3 separate regions of the Zea mays genome follow, and all the other regions are linked to region 3. A link is a contact called in public Hi-C data. All regions are on one chromosome and are shown on one strand. Each heading gives the region's core, a stretch centred on a gene start, on an enhancer-like site or on the middle of the called end of the contact. The rest is flanking DNA. Distances are from core to core; before and after follow the strand shown. Region 1 holds the start of LOC100283793 (fiber protein Fb15). Region 2 holds the start of sbp12 (SBP-transcription factor 12). Region 3 holds the start of LOC100192650.

What was found. Hi-C and Micro-C count contacts between places; a contact is called where the count stands out from the background.
Region 1: a contact with region 3 is called in a Hi-C map of tassel, with 2.6 times the contacts expected there. The contact joins the promoter of LOC100283793 here to the promoter of LOC100192650 in region 3. A contact is called at or near these places in 4 of 25 Hi-C or Micro-C datasets (ear, leaf and tassel).
Region 2: a Hi-C map of leaf shows a contact between it and region 3, with 6 times the contacts expected there. The contact joins the promoter of sbp12 here to the promoter of LOC100192650 in region 3. A contact is called at or near these places in 4 of 25 Hi-C or Micro-C datasets (bundle sheath, ear and leaf).

Annotation. Positions count from the first base shown.
Region 1 is chr5:89,435,230-89,437,929 of Zm-B73-REFERENCE-NAM-5.0, forward strand. LOC100283793 (fiber protein Fb15) reads left to right here and starts at 1,285. Exons shown (of 2, transcript NM_001156692.1): 1 at 1,285-1,751. The coding sequence starts at 1,441. The coding sequence ends at 1,716. LOC100383870 (Putative clathrin assembly protein) reads right to left here and starts at 1,013. Exons shown (of 15, transcript NM_001176499.1): 1 at 838-1,013; 2 at 674-743; 3 at 456-553; 4 at 212-350; 5 at 1-113. The coding sequence starts at 918.
Region 2 is chr5:88,807,295-88,809,994 of Zm-B73-REFERENCE-NAM-5.0, forward strand. sbp12 (SBP-transcription factor 12) reads left to right here and starts at 1,264. Exons shown (of 4, transcript NM_001136780.1): 1 at 1,264-1,677; 2 at 2,275-2,411. The coding sequence starts at 1,364.
Region 3 is chr5:89,134,073-89,136,772 of Zm-B73-REFERENCE-NAM-5.0, forward strand. LOC100192650 reads left to right here and starts at 1,417. Exons shown (of 6, transcript NM_001137862.1): 1 at 1,417-1,692; 2 at 2,249-2,357; 3 at 2,681-2,700. The coding sequence starts at 1,507.

The sequences.
Region 1 (2,700 bases), core at 35-2,534, 300 kb after region 3:
GGGATATCTGACGAGACGCTCGGTTTCGATGTCGTATCTGAGAACCCTGAGGCACTCGAGCCGTTCCTCCAGGAAGCATCCATAGGCGCGAATCCATGCGGAGCAATCCCAAGCTGACAAGTCAAGGATGGATGGATTGGTTCATCATTCGGCAGGGCAACGGAAATTACAGAGACTCCCAGCCAGCAGGATGGTAGTACAAGAAACTCGCCTGACTGGCTCGAGTCGTCCTTGAAATTGGCTATGTGCAAGATGTTCCCTCTGGATGAGTAGGCCAGGAACTCTTCCTTGAACATGGGATCGCCCTCCCTCAGAAGCCTATGCACCACTATCAATGTCTTGAGCGCAACCTGTGACGCGAACGTTGGATATGCGTTAGTTAAAACCATGGGTTCGACACATGGCGCGGTCGAAGGAATCATCAGTAAAAAGTGGCAACGAGGAAGAACACGCACTATCCAGTTCTTTGTCTTGGACAATCTCCTTGACAATGCGTATATGCAGTACGAGAGGTCTGCGCGAGGGCGGTTTGCTGAGGTCGCCAAGAGTATTTCTGCGCCGCAAGACGAGAATCAGAATGCCACACAAATTGGGGGTGGGGTGGGGGGTGGGACAGGAAGGAAGATCCATCCAATGTAGAAGACGGAGGGGGGACAGGATGACTAGTACTCACTTCTGACGTGCCGTTCCTTGGGAGGGCATTCAACATGGTTGGTTGCCTTCACAATTGCAATATCCAATTCCTTTTTTTTCCCAGACAAACAGAGAGGGCATCAGACAGACAGTTGGTGAGAACTCGGAATCCACGGTAACCGGATCGCGATCGCCATGGCTCACCTTGAATTCGCTGTTGACCTTGGCGAGGCCGACCTTGGTGGAGTCCTTGAGGGCGCCGTAGGCCTTGCGCCACGACCCCATCAGGCCGTGATCACCCAACCCACGATGCGCCCTCTTCGTCCTCTCTCACCTCGCCTCCTCCCTCCCTCCTTCCAATCTCTAATGCCACCTCGCCGCCACCCCCTGCTGCTTCCCCCCATACCTGCACGCCTTCCCACCGCACACCTCTCTCGCTAATTTTAGCCTGCGGTTGGTGGCGGTGGTCCAGCAGAGGGAGAAAGAGAGGGAACGAGGGATGCCTTGCCGCCATTTGTATCTGCCCGAACCGGTATGCGTGGGATGTGGGAGGGAGGAGGACGAAGACAGACGCGCTCCGCCGTCTCTGCCTTGTGGGCCTTACGTGGGCCTCATGGCTTAAAATGCCATGCCCCAGCAACTACACGAGTCAACACAGGCCCGGCCCGGCCCGGCCCGGCCCAAGAACCCCCATCTCTCGATTCCTCCAACAAATTCCCCTTTCCCTTACTCCCCATCCCCACCCACCCACGCCGACGAGCAAACCCTAGCGAGCGAGAGAGCCCGGAGCCGAGAGACCAGCCAGCCATGGCGCTGCGTGCCCTGTACAACGAGATCCGGAGCATGAAGGTCCGCGACGTGCCGGCTTACCTGAAGCCGCGCTTGACCTGGGACAACGTCAAGAAGAGCGCCGACCAGGCCGTCGACCGCTACATCGAGAAGTACATCGACACGAGCTCGCCGGACCCTCTCTACCACGTCTGCATCGGAGGGATGATCTTCTCCTACTTCGTCAATCTGCCCTGGGAGCGCGCCCACCTCGCCCACCTCGAGGAGATGGAGAGGACCGGTGGGAAGCACTAGATCCGCTGCCCCGTCCCTCGCCGGCAGCGCGGGAGGTGAGTCCGCGGCTCCCTGTCTCTCCTTTCCCAATAGTATCCGATCTGGCCGTGGCTGGCGCACCGCGGATCGCTCCGATCCGATCCGACCAGCTTGCTCTCGACTAATTGCATCTGGATGGACGAGTTCAAGCCTTGCACATTCGGCACGCGATAGGCCTTAGTGCAGAGCATTGCTGGCTATAGATCGGTGTGTTTGTTGTGATTAATATTTGCCTACGGCCGCTAGTTTTACCGATGATTATTTGCTTGTGTTTGTGCAATGTAGTGCGCCTTTCCCTAGAAATTTTGAGCTATCCTTCGCACCCATTCTGCTCGCAAGGGGTGCAGGGATTCAGTTGACGATGAATGCAGGCAAATTTAAATCGGGTGTTCATGGATTGCAGTCTTTAAAAAATATTCATGTATTGCATCTAACTATTGGCTTGTGATCACATTTTTTTATTGATCGTACTGCTGTAGTTTTGTTTATCTATATTGTGTGTACCTGCTCAGGAAACTCAGATGTGTGACTGTCATATCACAGCGCAACAATGGATTCCTGCTTAACAGATCTGTCTCCTTAATTCACTTCGAATTTGTGCTACTCGTCTTGTTGAGTGTAAAAGTCTGAGTCAACATCTGGAGATATGTGAAATGGTTAGTTAGCAAATAGGTTTACTGCTTTGTTGAAGAAGCCTTATGAAAACTTACTATTTCCAGCAATTTGATTCCAGTTTTTTTGTTTGACTTCCAACAAATGTACCATTGACCTGTAGGGCTCTGTCTGTGGAAGTGAGAAAATATATCTGTTTCTAAGGCCCTGTTTGGAACCTTTAGAGCTAGCTGCTAAAATTAGTTGTAGATGTTCCAAACACCCTCAGCTAATACCCAGCTAATTGTTAGCTAACCCATAGCTAATAATTAGTTCATTAGCTGGTTCAACCCAGCTAATAATTTGTTAGCTAGC
Region 2 (2,700 bases), core at 14-2,513, 330 kb before region 3:
ATGAAAAAACTAAAATTTATTTGGTTTAAACAACTATAAACTATAGATTCTATAATAGCATGATAATTTGTAACATTGACGACAAGAATATAAAAAATCTAGGATAGAAGGTAATTCTAAATTAAACTAGAGAAATATGTAGATTTCAAAAATATATTCTACTGTTATATCTGTTTAATGTTATATCCGTTTAATTGAGATTCTATATTTTCTTACAATAAATTTGGTTCAGATTGCTGAACCAAACACGATTGCATATACACACATCTTTTTGTACCAACACTATATTTGAATAAGACATACCATACCATTCCTAATACAAATATAGAAGAGACAAAAAAGTATAAAACTATGCAAAATTTTTACTCTATGTTCTAGAGTGAGATTACGTCATTCTCAATAGGGGTATTTAAGTATTTGCCATCTTTACGAAATGTTCTTAATCATATGCCACTGACACATGTGTCACTGACATGGCAAAAAATTTGTCACCCACCTTAAAATAGTTAATTTTTCCTTCTCAATGGGAGTTTCATGGCACAATTAACTAGAGTGACACATCATCTAAGGAAGTTTGAAACTATGATGAAATAGTCTCACACAGTGCATAGTTTCATCTTTATTGTTTCCTAGGTCACATGCAAAACACAAACATCTTGAAAAAACAATGTACACATGATTTCATCCCCACGAAATTGATTTCATATCTTTCATAATAAATACACTGTCATACCATAGCCTATTTAATGCCCATGACACTTGAGAATGACCTTATAGAAAGTATTAGATAAACTCACGGATATGGTCCTAATATTTTTAGTCCTTTGAGAAACAATTATTGGTTTTTTCGGATTTTAAGGTGATGCTCTTAGTTTTGCTAGTGTTATCATTTTTATTCTTAGTCGTGGGTTTTTCTCAGTTTTGCCCTTCCAGCGCTATAGAGCAGAAGAGTAAAACTGAGAAAAAAATTACAACAAAGGGTAGAAATGAGAAAGATGCCAAAACTAAGGGCCTAAATTTAATAGTCCTTTTTTAACTATGAAGATGCTAATGCTGAAGTTGAACACTACGGTCATATACGTAAGCGGTACACATCTTTTTTTTAAGGGATGCAAACGCAAACTGAGAATTGTCCGTATAAAAATACCTCAAAAAAAAGAAACAAAAGGCACATGCAAAAAAAAAGAACAGAAAAAAAAAGAAAAAGGAGGTCAAAATATAAAAAAGACCTGCCTTTTTTTTCTATTCCAAATTCCCTTTCCCCATCTCGTCTTCTCCACAGTCCACACTGTTCACCACCTCTCCCATCCTCTCTTCGATCCCCAAATCCCGAATTGACCAGCCCAAATCGTCGCCGCGGCGCATGGAGTGGACGGCCCCGAAGCCCGCCTCATCGCCTCCCCTCCTCTGGGACTGGGGAGACCACGCCGCCACGGGCTCGGGCTCCTCCAGCGACGCCCCGGCGCGGCGCGGCGGGAAGGAGCGGGAGGCGAAGCGTGCCAGGGCCGGCGAGGACCGCGGGGGAGGTGAGCTGAGGTGCCAGGTCGAGGGGTGCGGATTGGACCTCAGCAGGGTCAAGGACTACCACCGTAAGCACCGCGTCTGCGAGGCCCACACCAAGTCCCCCCGCGTCATCGTCGCCGGCCAGGAGCGCCGGTTCTGCCAGCAGTGCAGCCGGTGGGTCGTCTTCTCGCTTGCTCTCGCTTGCCTCCTCCACGCCTCTTCTCTCGCTTGCTCTGTGCGATTGCTTCCGTCTTCCTTCCTTTGATTGCTTTCTGCAACGATGGTTCGCGCTTTTGCGCTGCAATTATCGCGTGATTTGTTGATTGGTTTGGACAAGCAGTTGTTTTTTACGTGTTCTCTATTAGTTTTGTGGCTACATGCTGTGTGTGTGTACGGCGCGTGAGCTGCGTGCGCGGTTGTGCCGTTTTTTTGGGTACGGAACTACATTTTTTTCCTGATCTAGCAATGAAAGATGCTTCCTTTCCACTATTGGTACTGTTGTACTTGTTGTGGAGAATCGTACGCATGGGTGAAATGAGAAATGGCTACTATGCCTGTTTCCCTTTTCCAGTTTTGGTATGGCTCTCGATATATGGGTATGCTTTTGGGATGAGCGTTTTTTTGTGGGCTACTGACCCGTGTCTATTTTATTCCATTAAAACTATGTGAATATTGCAGGCATATATCTCCTGTATTGCACTTTTACATGGCATTTAACCATAAATAGTGTCTATTTTGTTTTTGCTGATTGCTTGGGTTCTGGCAATCCAGATTCCATGCGCTGTCAGAGTTTGATCAGAAGAAGAGGAGCTGCAGGAGGCGTCTGTCTGATCACAATGCCCGCCGCCGGAAGCCTCAGCCAGATGCATTCACCTTCGCCTCTGCAAAGCTGCCTTCGACATTGTTTGGTAATGTTTTCATATCTTGACTACTGTTCGAAATTTGCTATCAGTGGAAGTGGACACTAGAAAAAATGGTGGTGATGGGCTCTTAGCCAGGTTCTAGATTCATCTGCATGTACGTCATGCAAACAGATGTCTTGTTACGCAAATGGCAAGCTTTCTATCTTTTATACTTAGCAATAAGTTGTCTGTTGTGTTTCTTCGTGTAATTAAATAGAAACTAGGCATTGGACTTGAGAGTATCGTGATTAGTAATATATGTATCTTGTACTATACAGCTAGCAGGATTATCGTG
Region 3 (2,700 bases), core at 167-2,666:
CGGGAAACGTGTTTCCGACTCGCCCGAGAGCGTCTCGTGCAACACTCTGGGGCATGCCCACCTTGGCCAACCGCTCTAATCCCAGAACGTGTGTATCTAATGTAGTCCGTACGACCACCTGCCCCGCTAAAGGTGCCAAAGTCAACAAAGGACGACACGACCATGGTATAATATACTTTTACCACCCACAACGATGGTCAGAGCGCGAATACAGGGTACTATTCCCTCACTCCGACCACTGTTTCAGCCACCCGAAGCATAACTACATGCAACATCTAATCTTGATCTCGGCCTCGAAAGAAATCTTCACCTTGCCCGAGCTTGACATCGGCCAAACTGTCCCAACAGGGAAGCATGCGCATTAAATGCTACTTGTTCTCCCACGAACCCCGTCGAAGACAAGAAGGCTATAGAAACAATAAGATCGGTGTCCAATCTACTTTCCGATCCCAAGACAAGGCCTAGGACCTCTCCTCCCCGACGGGGTCCCTCCCGGGAGCGAGATCCAGACGCTGCCGACGAACTTCGCCGCCCATGCGCACGTGCGGATCATCCGGCTCGTCAGGCAGGAACCCGAGCCCTGCGTCAGGTCGCGGACCGTCCGCGCATCCGCAGAGAGCATCGCCGCCGATTCTCACCGCAGTGATTGGCGCCCGGATCGACGCCAACAACTTCATTTAGATCTCCACTCACATTTGGGCCCACTCAATATTTAGGCTTAGTCTATTTGTTTATTAAGCTGGTTGAGTAGATCCACCATAAAGCTATTCCAAAGAGCATTTCAAACAATTTTCTCACCACTAGTGGTTCCTAGATCCAAGATAGAGCAAGCTAGACCTGAAACTGCAGAACTATTTTTTGAAGCTGAAGCTATTCCAAAAAAAAAACTTTAAACTTGGGGATCCAAACACCCCATAAAAAGCTTTGGCGCAAATAATACTCTATGGAGCTGCTCAATGCGCTCCCAAGCACTTTCTCTTATCGAGATTCGACTTGGAGGCACCCATCTCTCGCAGTCTCGCTCGCTTTGTACCTCCCGCCCCTCACACGGCGACGGCAGCGGCCCGCGTTCGCGCCTTCTCTCTCCTACGCAAACCAGCACGGACCGCACCGCAGTGCTGCCGTACGGTGGGGGTGAAATGACGGCCGACGGCGCCGCGGAGTGGCAAACTCGTAGATATCTCGCGAAAGCGGCCCGGAAGACACAGCGATCTGCTTTCCACGCCGGACTCCGTTGCAGCCGGCCACCTTTTCCTCCCTCCTTCCCCTCTCCTAGTCTCCTTTCGCCTCCGAATTCCGATCACCAAAAAAAGGCCTTTCTTTTCTTTTCGTCGCCCTCTCGGTGCTCTGCTTCGCTGCGTCGCCCGCCCGTCTCTAAAAGCCTTGTGTGGATCGTGGACGCCGACGCGGCCGCAGCAGCAGCCACGGGACGGGAGTAGAGGCGCAGAGAGAGAGAAAGAGAGAAAGAGAGAGAGGTTGTGCTCGCTGCCTGCCGCTGAGAGACGGATGAAGAAGTGCCCATCGGAGCTGGAGCTGGAGGCTTTCCTCCGCGGCCGGGAGGACGCCACGGCGGCGGCGGCGGCGGCGGTGGCCGAGCAGAAGCCTACGCACGACATCGCTGCGCTGGCGCCGTTCGGCGCCGGTGGCGTGTTCCCCTCCAGCGATCTGTCCGCCTTCAGCTTCGCTGACTCGGTGAGTAGAGAGAGAGAGAGCAGAGCAGAGCATCTTACTAGACGCTGCGTTGCGTTGCGTGCATAATCGGAGCATGCAAATTCTCTGATTTCTAGTCATTATAAATTGGCGCTTCAGATCTCTTCTTGCATCAGTGTTAGAAATCCCACTCTTCGTGACATGTGGATCAGTGGACGAGATCTTGTTAATCTAGGATGAAAATTTTTCCCCCCACTGATTCACCCGACCATGCTTTCACGTTGTCAATAACAAATTTTATGATCACAACTGTATCTCTTGAACCCTAAGCATGTCGAAGCAAACCAGTGGGAGTCTTCTCCTAAACCCATAATTTCCTTCAAAAGCATCCATAATTCTCAACCCAAGGCTCTAAGAACCGATACAAGTACTACTTGGTTCTGAATCACGCGTTGAGGATCAAATTAAGCATGACCTGACCATAGAAAAGATCGAGCGCTACTGTATTTTACACTGCCGTAGACCTTGATACGGACGAAGATAACCCCAACGATCAAGTTTGCTTTTTCTTTTGTTTTGTTGTTTTTTGTCCGAGCAGAACACCCTCAATGGAACTGGAAACATCCATAATCACCTTTGGTCCCATAACCACAACGTCAGGCATCCCGCAGTCTCCACGACGATCGAGTCGCAGTCGTCGATCTGTGGTACGTATCGCTGCACGCTGCTTCCGTCTTCGGCTCCGCTCTTCCACTTTTTTGTTTTTTTTTTTTTGGTTCAGAGCAACAATTAGTTCGAAGATCATTCAGAACAGTGCGCAGTGCCTTCTGTGCTACGGATTTGAAAATCATTCAGAACTTGTGGTTTTTGAATAAAACCAGCTGCAGCCGCTAGGCAACTCGCGGTTTCGACAGAAATCAGATGTTGCAGCAGACAAGTTGGGCTTAAATAATTGTAGGGAGTAATCCTAGGTTAGTTTCCCTGTTCTTTCTAGTAGCTCACAGTACCAAGTTCAATCATTGGCATGCAGCAGCTGCAGCAGCAAGTCCA